Regions from separate parts of the Rattus norvegicus genome. Here region 1 is linked to region 2. Evidence: chromatin contacts called from public Hi-C data. All regions are on one chromosome and are shown on one strand. Each heading gives the region's core, a stretch centred on a gene start, on an enhancer-like site or on the middle of the called end of the contact. The rest is flanking DNA. Distances are from core to core; before and after follow the strand shown.

Region 1 (5,567 bases), core at 2,356-4,855, 52 kb before region 2:
TCACTATTGCTCTGTAATACTGCTTGAGATCAGGGATGGTGATTCCCCTGAAGTCCTTTTGTTGTTGAGGATAGTTTTCCTTATTTTGGGTTTTTGTTATTCCAAATGAATTTGCAAATTGCTCTTTCTAACTCTATAAAGAATTGAGTTGGAATTTTGATGGGGATCGCACTGAATCTGTAGATTGCTTTCAGCAAGATGGCCATTTTTACTATATTAATCCTGCCAATCCATGAGGATGGGAGATCTTTCCATCTTCTGAGATCTTCTTTATTTCTTTCTTCAGGGACTTGAAGCTCTTGTCATACAGATCTTTCACTTGCTTGGTTAGAGTCACACCGGGGTACTTTATATTATTTGTAACTATTGTGAAAGGTGTTGTTTCCCTACTTTTTTTTTTCTCATCCTGTTTATCCTTTGAGTAGAGGAAGGCTACTGATTTGTTTGAGTTAATTTTATACCAAGTCACTTTGCTGAAGGTGTTTATCAGGTTTAGTAGTTCTCTGGTGGAATTTTGGGATCACTTAAAATATACTATCACATCATCTGCAAATAGAGATATTTTGACTTCTTCCTTCCCAATTTGTATTCCTTTGACTTCCTTTCATGTTCTGATTGCTCTGGCTAGGACTTCGAGTACTATATTGAATAAGTAGGGAGAGAGTGGGCAGCCTTGTCTAGTCCCTGATTTTAGTGGGATTGCTTCAAGTTTCTCTCCATTTAGTTTAATGTTAGATACTGGTTTGCTGTATATGGCTTTTACTATGTTTAGGTATGGGCCTTGAATTCTTATTCTTTCCAGGACTTTTATCATGAAGGGGTGTTGAATTTTGTCAAATGCTTTCTCAGCATCTAAAGAAATGATTATGTGGTCTTTTTCTTTGAGTTTGTTTACATAGTGGATTACGTTGGTGGAGTTCTGGATATTGAACCATCCCTGCATGCCTGGGATGAAGCCTACTTGATCATGATGGATGATCATTTTGATGTCTTCTTGGATTTGGTTTTCAAGAAGTTTGGGTTGTGCCTTCATTTCCATTAAATTCTAATAAGTCTTTAATTTCTTTCTTATATTTTTGGTTGTGAGCCTAGCCTTTAACGGCTGAGCCATCTCTCCAGCCCTAATTTCTTTCTTTATTTCTTCCATGACCAAGTTATCATTGAGTAGAGCATTGTTCAACTTTGTATATGTATATGTGGGCTTTCTGTTGTTTTTGTTGTAATTGAAGACCAGCCTTAGTCTGTGGTGATCTAATAGGATGCATCTTCTGACCCATTATGGTTTCAGTTTTGGAGAAGGTACCATGAGGTACTGAGAAGAAGGTATATTCTTTTTGTTGTTGTTGTTGGTTTAGGATGAGATGTTCTGTAGATATCTGTTAAATCCATTTGGTTCGTAACTTCTGTTAGTTTCACTGTGTGTCTGCTACGTTTCTGTTTCCATGATCTGTCCATTGATGAGAGTGGGGTGCTGAAGTTTCCCACTATTACTGTGTGAGGTGCAATGTGTGCTTTAAGCTTTAGTGAAGTTTCCTTTATGAATGTGGGTGCCCTTGCATTTGGAGCACAGATGTTCAGAATTGAGAGTTCCTCTTGGTAGATGTTCCCTTTGATGTGTATGAAGTGTCCTTTCTTGTCTTTTTTGATAACTTTTGGTTGAAAGTCGATTTTATTCGATATTAGAATGGCTACTCCCGCTTGTTTCTTGGGTCCATTTGCTTGGAAATTTTTTTTCCAGCCTTTTACTCTGAGGTAGTGTCTGTCTTTGTCACTGAGGTGTGTTTCCTCTATTCATCAAAATGCTGGGTCCTGTTTTCGTATCCAGTCTGTTTGTCTATGTCTTTTTTTACTGGGAAATTGAGTCTATTGATGTTGAAAGATATTAGGGACCAATGATTATTGTTTCCTGTTATTTTTGTTGTTAGAGGTGGAATTATGTTTGTGTGGCTATCTTCTTTTGGGTTTGTTGAAAGAAGATTACTTTCTTGCTTTTTCTAGGGTGAGGTTTCCCTCCTTGTGTTGGAGTTTTCCGTCTATTATCCTTGGTAGGGCTGAATTTGTATAAAGATATTGTGGAAATTTGGTTTTGTCATGGAATATCCTGGCTTCTCCGTCTATGGTAATTGAGAGTTTTGCCTAGGCTGGCATTTGTGTTCTCTTAGGGTCTGTATGACATCTGCCCAGGATCTTCTGACTTTTAGTCTCTGGTGAGAAGTCTGGTGTTATTCTGATAGGTCTACCTTCATATGTTACTTGACATTTTCCCCTTACTGCTTTTAATATTCTTTATTTGTTTTTTGCATTTGGTGTTTTGACTATTATGTGATGGGAGGAATTTCTTTTCTGGTCCAATCTATTTGGAGTTCTGTAGGCTTCTTGTATGTTTATGGGCATCTCTTTCTTTAGGTTAGGGAAGTTTTCTTCAATAATTTTGTTGAAGATATTTACTGGCCCTTTAATTTGGGAATCTTCTCTCTCTTCCATATCTATTATCCTTAGGGTTGATCTTCTCATTGTGTCCTGGATTTCCTGGATGTTTTGGGTTAGGAAATTTTTGCATTTTGCATTTTCTTTGAAGGTTGTGTCAGTGTTTTCTATGGTATCTTCTGCCCCTGAGATTCTCTCTTCTATCTCTTGTATTCTGATGATAATGCTTGCATCTATGACTCCCGATCTCTTTCCTAGGTTTTCTATCTCCAGGATTCTCTCCCTTTGTTCTTTCTTTATTGTTTCTATTTCCATTTTTAGATCCTGGACAGTTTTGTTCAATTCCTTAACCTGTTTGGTTGTGTTTTCTGTAATTCTTTAAGGAATTTTTGTGTTTCCTCTTTAAGGGCCTCTACTTGTTTACCTGTGTTGTCCTGTATTTCTTTTTTTTTAAAGATTTATTTATTTAATGTATGTGAGTACACTGTAGCCTTCTTTAGACACACCGGAAGAGGGCATCTGATCTCATTACAGATGGGATTTGAACTCAGGACCTCTGGAAGAACAGTCAGTGCTCTTAACCACTGAGCCATCTCTCCAGCCCTGTCCTGTATTTCTTTAAGGGAGTTATTTATGTCCTTTAAGTCCTCTATCATCACCATGAGATGTGATTTTAAATCTGAATCTTGCTTTTCCAGTGTAATGGGGTATCCAGGACTTGCTGCAATGGGAGAACTGGGTTCTGATGATGCCAAGTAGTCTTGGTTTCTGTTGCTTAGGTTCTTGCACTTGCCTCTTGCCATCTGATTATCTCTGGTGTTAGTTGGTTTTGCTGTTTCTGACTGCAGCTTGTCCCTCCTGTGAGCATGTTACCCTGTGAACTTAGGAGTGACATCACTCCTGGGAGATCAGCTCTTCCTGGGCAGGATTTGTGCATTTTATTCTTATCTCTGTGTTTTGCTGTGACACTGTAATTGTCACTTTAGCAACGACAAGCATCTGGTGGTTTCTCCTATTTTGACAGTCAGTGGTTAGTCCTGTGAACAACTTCTCTGTCGGGACATCCGGACCCCTTTCTGTTGGGTGCGCGCCAAGGAGGGTGGCAGACGCTGACTCATGGGGAGGCTTGGGCCCCGTAGATGCAATGAGCTGTGATCAAAGCAATCTTTCCGATTCACAACGTCTTACTGGCTTTTCTTCAGGAAAATCCCCACTGACTCCACGGATGCCAATTCTGGATCGCCTGCACTTCCCAGCATGCCCAGCAGGGGGAGCCACAAAACTCCGAGATTAAGAATAGAGTTCTCTGCCCAGAGAAGACACAAGTGGGTGTAGGACAGAAGCGGGGAGGATGAGGGAAGGGAGAAAAGAAGAGGAGGGAAGGACTGAAAGCTGGAGAAAGGAAAAGAGAGAGAGGGAAGGCAGGAGGGATCCAACAAAGAAGACAATTCGTGGGGCCCTGTGCTGCCAGATACCCTGGAGCTTCAGAAATCTAGTAACTGAACTCATTGATTCTGAGTAGCCACAGGGTGCTATAGGAATGGGCTGGGGCTTTGTCGGTGTTTTTATTTTGGCTTTTCAAGACAGAGTTTCTTTGTTTTAACAGCCCCAGCTGTCCTGGAACACACTCCGTAGATCAGGCTGGCCTCAAACTCAAAGAGATCTGCCTCCTTCTGGCTCCCAAGTGCTAGGATTAAAGGCATGAGCCACCACTGCCTAGGCTTTAATTGTCCTCTTAACGGGATCTTTAGCCCAGGCTGGGGTGCAACTTGCTACCAGGGATGAGCTTGAATTTGCAACACTCTTGCCTCTACCTTAAGTACCTAGGTTACAGGTATACCTCACTACCAGTTTATGAGGTGCAGGGGGCTGAACCCAGGATTTTATGCATGCTAGAGAAGCACTCTACCACCTGAGCTACATCCTGTTGTGTGACAGAGCTTCTCCTGGGGAGATGCAACACACCGGTCTAGTCACCCCAGATAGGGAGCTCACAACAGACCAAAGTAGGGACACCACCAAAGGTCTCCTTGGTGAACCAATGACTTTCGTTGGAGTTACTTACAGGAGTGTGGGTGAGGGGTCACTTACAGGAGCAGAAATGACCCAAAAACATCTGCATCACCAAGGCCAACCCAAGCACGGCTGACAGACCACAAACTAGGAACCCGTAGCCCACTGCACAGCCTGCAGGTAGCTCAACAGGTTGGAGTATCCTTTCCAGGCGACTGTAGTCAAGATCACTTCCAGGCAGCTAGGATGGTTTCTGCCTCTTCCCAGCCGCTGGTCTCAGAGTCCTCTTTGCTTCTCAGCTTCCTTCTCTCTGAGAGGAAACCTCGGTTGTTTTTTGTTTGTTTGTTTGTTTGTTTGTTTTTTCCTTTCTTACTCTGGCTGGGAGGGGCCAGGTGAATCTGGTCAATTTCAGGGACTTCCTGAAGCTATTTCTAGTTTTTACCTTCCTGTTTAAAGAGTTTCCCCACAGGATGAAATGTTTCAGTCTTGAAGGAAACTGTTACACACACATATCCTCAGCCCATGGTTTTCTATTTAAAAATTATTACTTTGTAGCAAGAGAGCTTTGGTTTCTTTAAAAACCCAGTTATGTTTTGTAAACATGTTTTTGTTTTAATCCCAGGTGTGGAATATGAGGCTGCTTCAGATTGTCCACAGCAGCTGACTATTTGACTTCTGGGTTCTCTAGCCATGGTGTGATACTGCTGGCTGCAGATAGTTTAATACTGAGGACTCTGTAGAGGGTAAAAATACCAGAGCCCTGAAAGAGGGAGCTCTGAAAGAAGAAGAGGAGGAAGAGGAAGAGGAGGAAGAGGAGGAGGAGGAAGAGGAGGAAGAGGAGGAGGAAGAGGAAGAGGAGGAGGAAGAGGAAGAGGAGGAGGAAGAGGAAGAGGAGGAGGAAGAGGAGGAGGAGGAGAAAGAGGAGGAGGAAGAGGAGGAGGAAGAGGAAGAGGAGGAGGAAGAGGAGGAGGAGGAGAAAGAGGAGGAAGAGGAGGAGGAGGAGGAAGAGGAGGAGGAAGAGGAGGAAGAGGCAGAGGAGGAAGAGGAGGAGGAAGAGGAGGAGGAGAAAGAGGAGGAAGAGGAAGAGGAGGAGGAGGAGGAGGAGGAGGAGGAGGAGGAGGAGGTGG
Region 2 (5,913 bases), core at 1,227-3,726:
TTTTTAAATATTTAAAAAAATTTTTAGACAGGGCTTCTCTGTGCAGCCTTAGCTGTCCTGGAGCTCACTCTGCAGACGAGGCTGACCCCGAATTCAGAACTCATAGATTGGCCTGCCTCTGCCTCCTAAGTGTTGGGATTAAAGGCATGTGCCACCACCTTCTGGCTTGAAATGTTTTGGGTTTTTTTTGTTTTTTGTTTTTTGTTTTTTTGTTTTATTTATTTATTTACTTATTTATTTATTTATTTATTATATATAAGTACACTGTAGCTGTCTTCAGATACACCAGAAGAGGGCATCGGATCTCTTTACAGATGGTTGTGAGCCACCACGTGGTTGCTGGGAACTGAACTCAGGACCTCTGGAAGAGCAGTCGGGTGCTCTTAACCACTGAGCCATCTCTCCAGCCCTGTTTTTTGTTTTTTTTGATACTGTTATTCAATCTGAATTGCTCATACATAAAAATATGGTATTTTACAAGTCCTTCATTAATAGGGAAATATAAGCAAAAGTATTTTCTGCTACTACAAATAAATCCCCCATCCAACTCTTTGGGATCTTTTTAAGTTCTTAAAACCTGCACATAGCTTGGGGATTTAGCTCAGTGGTAGAGCGCTTGCCTAGCAGGCACAAGGCCCTGGGTTTGGTCTCCAGCTCCGAAAAAAAGAAAAGAAAAAAAAAAAAGAAAAGAAAAGAAAACCTGCACATAGGGGCTGGAGAGATGACTCAGCAGTTAAGAGCATTGGCTGCTCTTCCAGAGTTCAATTACCAGCATCTACATGGTGTCTCACAATCATTCCCTCTTCTGGCCTACAGGCCTTCATGCAGACAGACCCCTCATATACATGAAATAAATAGAACGTTGGAGAGGCAGGGCATGGTGATGCGTGCCTTTAGTCCCAGCACTCCGAAGGCAGAGCCAGGTGGATCTGAGTTCGAGGCCAGCCTGATCTACAGAGTGAGTTCCAGGACTACACAGAGAAACAGGGAAAATCTGTCTTGAAAAACCAAAACCAAAATGGGCTGGAGAGATGGCTCAGTGGTTAAGAGCACTGACTGGTCTTCTAGAGGTCCTGAGTTCAATTCCCAGAACCCAGATGGTGGCTCACAACCTTCTATGGGATCTGATGCCCTCTTCTGGTTTACAGATATATATGCAGACGAAACATTGATATGCACAAAATAAATAAATCTTAAAAAAAAAAAAAAAAAAGAAAAACCAAAAATAAAAAAGAAAGAACGAGGGAAAGTAGAGAGAAAAAAGTTGAATAATGGAGTATGCCTTTAATCCCAGCATTTAGAAGATAAAGGCCAGGTGGATCTTTTGAGTTTGAGACTAGCCTGGTCTACATAACAAGTACTGGATACACAATAACGAGTACTGGATACATAGCGAAACCCTGTTGCAAGGTTGCTGTGCAAAGTGCCCAGCAGAGGGCATGACCCTAAGTGAGGACTCAGTCAACAGCATCTCTGGTGACAGTTGCTGTTGGCAGGGATGGGCTGTTTCCATGTTCCTGGCTCTGTTGGCAGAATTAGCTGTAAGGAAATTTGGGAAAGGTGGCCTGAGACTAAAGGTTATAGGTGCGGCACCTAGGAAACTTCAATGGTGAGAAGTGCTGTGGGGCAGGTCCCACAGATCTGTTTCTGCCGCCCCAGGAAGTGTCAAGAGCACACCGGTGGCACGCGATGAGGTGGGGGTCGGTGCTTACCAAACTCACGCCGGCGATTCTTGCGCAGGATGCAGGCTAAGTACTCCTTGCCCTCGACCGTCTCATGCCAGTCTGGGACAATCACCGAACCGTGCATGGGAAGTCTGGCCATGGTTGAGCAAGTTAGCAAGGTAAGGGTGTGTCCGAATACTGGGAGTAGGAGTGGAGAGAGGGGCAACCATTATCCCAAGGCGACCCCCGTGACCTTAATCTCTCTCTGGTTTTCTTTTGGAACCTGGATCCCCCTCCGGAAGGTGAATTTCCATAGCTCTGTTCTTCCTCATTGCTCTCTGGGGAACTAGCCCATCCTTGTCCTGGGAAGGTATTTCCACAAGCTCCCTCTGCCTTATCTCCTTCTGAGGCCCGCTTCGCCTCTACTCCCTCAATTCCGATTCCCGGGACCACCAACCTTCACAGTCCCCGCTAGCAGGGTGACGATCTTTTAAAAGCCCGCCCTTCTTCTGCCCTGCCTGCAGAGCCTGCTTCCGCCAGGCCTAGACGCTGTCCACGAAGCGCATGTGCAGGAATGTTGCCATGGCGACGCAGGCGGAGGAGGGGCTCCTGAATTTAGGCCGGTTTTTTGGGGGTTTTGCAAGGTCTGCAGCTCCTCCCAGGATCTTACTCGGCTTTACCACTGTGAGCTCATATTTTCCTGTCAAACATGATCATCTCCTCAAGGAAAGAGGCTTCCTCAGTTTTCTGCGCCTCTGTTTCCTTTTCTACAAAGTGGACATTATTTCCTTTCTTTTTTCCTTTCCCTTTCTGTCCTTTCCCCTTGCCCCGCCCCCTTTCCTTCCCCCTCCCCCTCCCCTCCTCCTCCTTTCGAGACAGAGTTTCTCTATGTAATAGCCTTGATGGTCCTGAAACTCACTCTGTAGATCAGGCTATCCCTGAATTCACAAAGATTCCCCTGCCTCTGCCTCTCGTAGTGCTGGGATTAAAGGCGTGTGCCACTGTATCTGGTCTTTTATTTATTTATCCACCCTCACAGGGTTCTTTACCACAGTACTGGGCAGCACAGCTCAGCGGGTTTAGTTATTATGCGCCTGTCATCAACACTACAGCCTCATCGATCCTGCTCAGCAGGTCCAGAGTCAGAGACCTCTGGATTGAGGTATCAAGGGACTCTGTATGAGGTCTGAATAAAGAGCCATTTGTCTACTAATAGATTTGTTCATTCCTGTCATTCAACAAGGACCAAGCCCCACGGTGTACCCAGCGTCTGGTTGGTGCTGGGGAGGCAAGGGTGAGCTGGAAGTCCTACCCTGGGACTGGATGCTCCAGCCCGGACCTGTGCAACCCCGAAGATGGCAGTAAATGCATGTGAGCTGGACAAGATGAGCGAGTGTCTGAGGCACTCTGGGAGGTGTCTGTTATCTTCACCAGCATCTTGAACAGTATCTTCCAGGAGAGCCAGCCACTGTTTTGTAAGGCATGAGTTAAGTAGGCTCTGTGAGGGCCGCTTGCCCTGGAGTCTGAACATTTATCTCTATAATACGCAGTTTTATGTCTTTGCTACTACAGACGAAGAAGCCGGAATCCAGCTAGTCGGTGGAAAAACAGACTCAGAAGCCTGGGTTACCTGACACGTTATCTACCCAGCCAGATTGGGTTCTGGGTTTTCAACACCTCACCCTCGGCACCTAGGAGATGCCAGTGAAGCCAATAGCACCCGGGGTGGGGGGCAGGGAGGGCACAAACCCACAAGAGGCAGACAGAGGTGGGGAAGGGAGGAGCCGTGCAAGAGAGGGTGCTTCACTCACTGGCTTACAGGGTAGCAAGGCAGAAGTACAAGAGGAAGTCATTCCTACAGGACTCTGTGGCCAGAGAGAACCCATTGCGCATGCTCCTGGGTTGAGGTCCCTTCTGTAGTGCTAGGGAACTATCTGCCCAGTCAGGATTGTCCATAGATATTCACAGCTCTCCCCACAGGCCGGGAACGCTTAGATCTGAATTGTCTTTGGGCTTCTAGGCTTCACATTCAGCCTTGCCCAGGTCTGGCTAGTGGGGGACAAGAGTCCGCACATTTAACACATGTATTAGAATGCTGATAGCACCATAAACTGGGGGCTCATACGACAGAGAAGTATTTCCGTGCAGCTGAGGCTGAACAGCCAACGTCGATGTGGGGTCCTTCCCTTTTCTGGAGACAAGCTCTCACTATGTACTCCAGATCAGCCTGGTAAACTCCTGATCCTCTTGGGTGCTGGAATTCCAAGTGTAGACCTCCATGGTGGCTTTTGCTGCTCGCCCACCCTCTTTCTTGTTTCAGTCAAACGTACCGACCTGCTATCATGACAACCCTCCAGCAACTGGATAGCTAGTGGATCTCCTGACTGTGGGGGAAAGGAGGTGCAGAGCAGAGAGTATCAGAGAAAAAGGCTCTGAAAGAGGCCGGTGAGGTGACTTAGCTCACCGGACGGTGGGTGTAGGATGTGAGTGGTCTGGCCAGAGGTGGGTGCTGTCAGTCATGGATGGGTGGGGACTCCCTAGTTACAGACAGAGCAAGCAGGGCCTTTCTTCCTGATGTTCCTTCTACCTGGTCTTCTGATAGCTTCTCCACAGTCAGCTCTCAGCTGAGACGAGCCTCTCCTAAGGCCTCCTGGGATCAGTTAGGATATGTGGTAGTAGTTAGTCTCCACAGGTCAGAGCACTCACTGCCAAGTCTGATAATGGCCCGAGTTTGATCCCTGGGGCCCACATAGTGGGAGACAAAATTCCTGAGACCCACATGACAGATCACACATTATCTTTTGACTGTGGCATATGTGCATCTATGAAATACAAACACACACAGACCCAGACACACACAGAAATACACACACACAGATGCACACACAGGCATACACAATACACATGCAGAAACACACAGGCACACACACACACACACACACACACACACACACTTGAAATAAGAGAGGCTGGAGAGATGGCTTAGCAATGAAGAGTGTTTACTGCTTTGTCAATCTGTCAGAGGGCTGGATCCGAGCACCCACATCTAGTGGCTTACAAACGTGTGTAATCCCAGCTCCAGGGGATCTATCACCCTCTTTTAGCCTCCATAAATATCACACGCACACACATTTAAAAATTAAAATCCTTCTGGAAGAGCCCAGCCCCACGGGCACACCCTCTCTGCTTTGCTGTTTATAGACTCATCTGGCCCTTGCTCCGGACTCCAGGCTCAAGTGTAAAGTCCACAGGGCGGGGTGCCACCTGCTAAGCATCAGACACAATGCACGCGTTGAGCGCAGTGGTGGGTGCTGCTCAGTAACCTCCTCCTCCAGCAGCTCCACTCAGTCACGAGGCTGAGCGCTTTGCTCCCTACACGCCTGCCCACTGTGCTACATGTTCAGCCCAGAATCTTGCACACGCCACACCAGGCAGTGCTCCACTCCTCAGCCACTCCACACTCGCCACATTCCCTGATGTCTTCTCCCCAATACCACCTCCCCCTGGTTCATGCACCCCAGTTTCGGGGCTCAACATCTCATTTCATTATGCAGATCCAGCCTGCCCTTCTCAAGGCTCTAGAAGGACCACATCACTGGCTCACGCTGACAGGCTCTGACAAGGGCTGCTTGATGTACTAGAGCACGTGCCCTGGTTCTACTGGCACTTGCTACCATCCCAGGTGAGGCCCTGATTTCTCCTTCTGAAGCTGGTAAGGGCTGGGGGCGTGGCTTGGTGAGAACCATCTCTGGCAGAGGGCAGGAACTAATTAGAACAAGTCTGCCTTTCCTTTCCTTCTGTTTTTCAGTCAAGGTTTCTTTGTGTAGTCCTGACTGTCCTAGAACTCGCTCTGTAGACCAAGCTGGCTTTGAACTCAGAGATCCACCTGCCTCTGCCTCCTGAGTGCTGGGACCAAAGGCGTGCGACAAAGATGTGGGTACGCGTTTTCATCATCTACAGGGCCTATTCAATGGTAGTGTGTGCTTCAGTGTGCACAGGATCTTGGGTGTAACTGAAGGCCCCAGGGAAGTGGGGGAAGCACCACACACACCACCTCCTGCCTCATTCAGTAGTCTCTGAATCAGTTACTTCAGCTCCATAATTTCCAGGTTAACGTGCCAAGTTTCTTCTTCCTGGTCTTTATTTTTGTTTATTTTTGAGACAGGGACTCCCTAGGTAGCCCTGTCTGTCCTGGAAGTCACTATGTAAACTAGGCTGTCCTTGAACTCAGTGATCCACCAGCCTCAGC

What was found. Hi-C and Micro-C count contacts between places; a contact is called where the count stands out from the background.
Region 1: a Hi-C map of frontal cortex shows a contact between it and region 2, with 3 times the contacts expected there. The contact joins the enhancer-like site here to the promoter of LOC120103024 in region 2. A contact is called at or near these places in 12 of 12 Hi-C or Micro-C datasets (the A7r5 cell line, the Rat2 cell line, Schwann cells and 7 more) and 1 of 1 datasets of contacts at active chromatin or transcription factors (oligodendrocytes).

The regions. Positions count from the first base shown.
Region 1 is chr5:158,848,274-158,853,840 of GRCr8, reverse strand. No RefSeq gene overlaps it. Among named protein-coding and RNA genes, the nearest start is that of Arhgef19, 32 kb to the right of the region's middle. Within about 2 kb of position 3,605, at least 4 of the 93 cell types and tissues checked have an H3K27ac peak or open chromatin away from gene starts, as enhancers often do.
Region 2 is chr5:158,794,809-158,800,721 of GRCr8, reverse strand. LOC120103024 (ciliogenesis and planar polarity effector 2-like) reads right to left here and starts at 2,476. Exons shown (of 6, transcript XM_039111335.2): 1 at 2,122-2,476. Cplane2 (ciliogenesis and planar polarity effector complex subunit 2) reads right to left here and starts at 2,219. Exons shown (of 3, transcript NM_001109272.1): 1 at 2,122-2,219; 2 at 1,713-1,862; 3 at 1,271-1,539. The coding sequence starts at 1,824. The coding sequence ends at 1,337.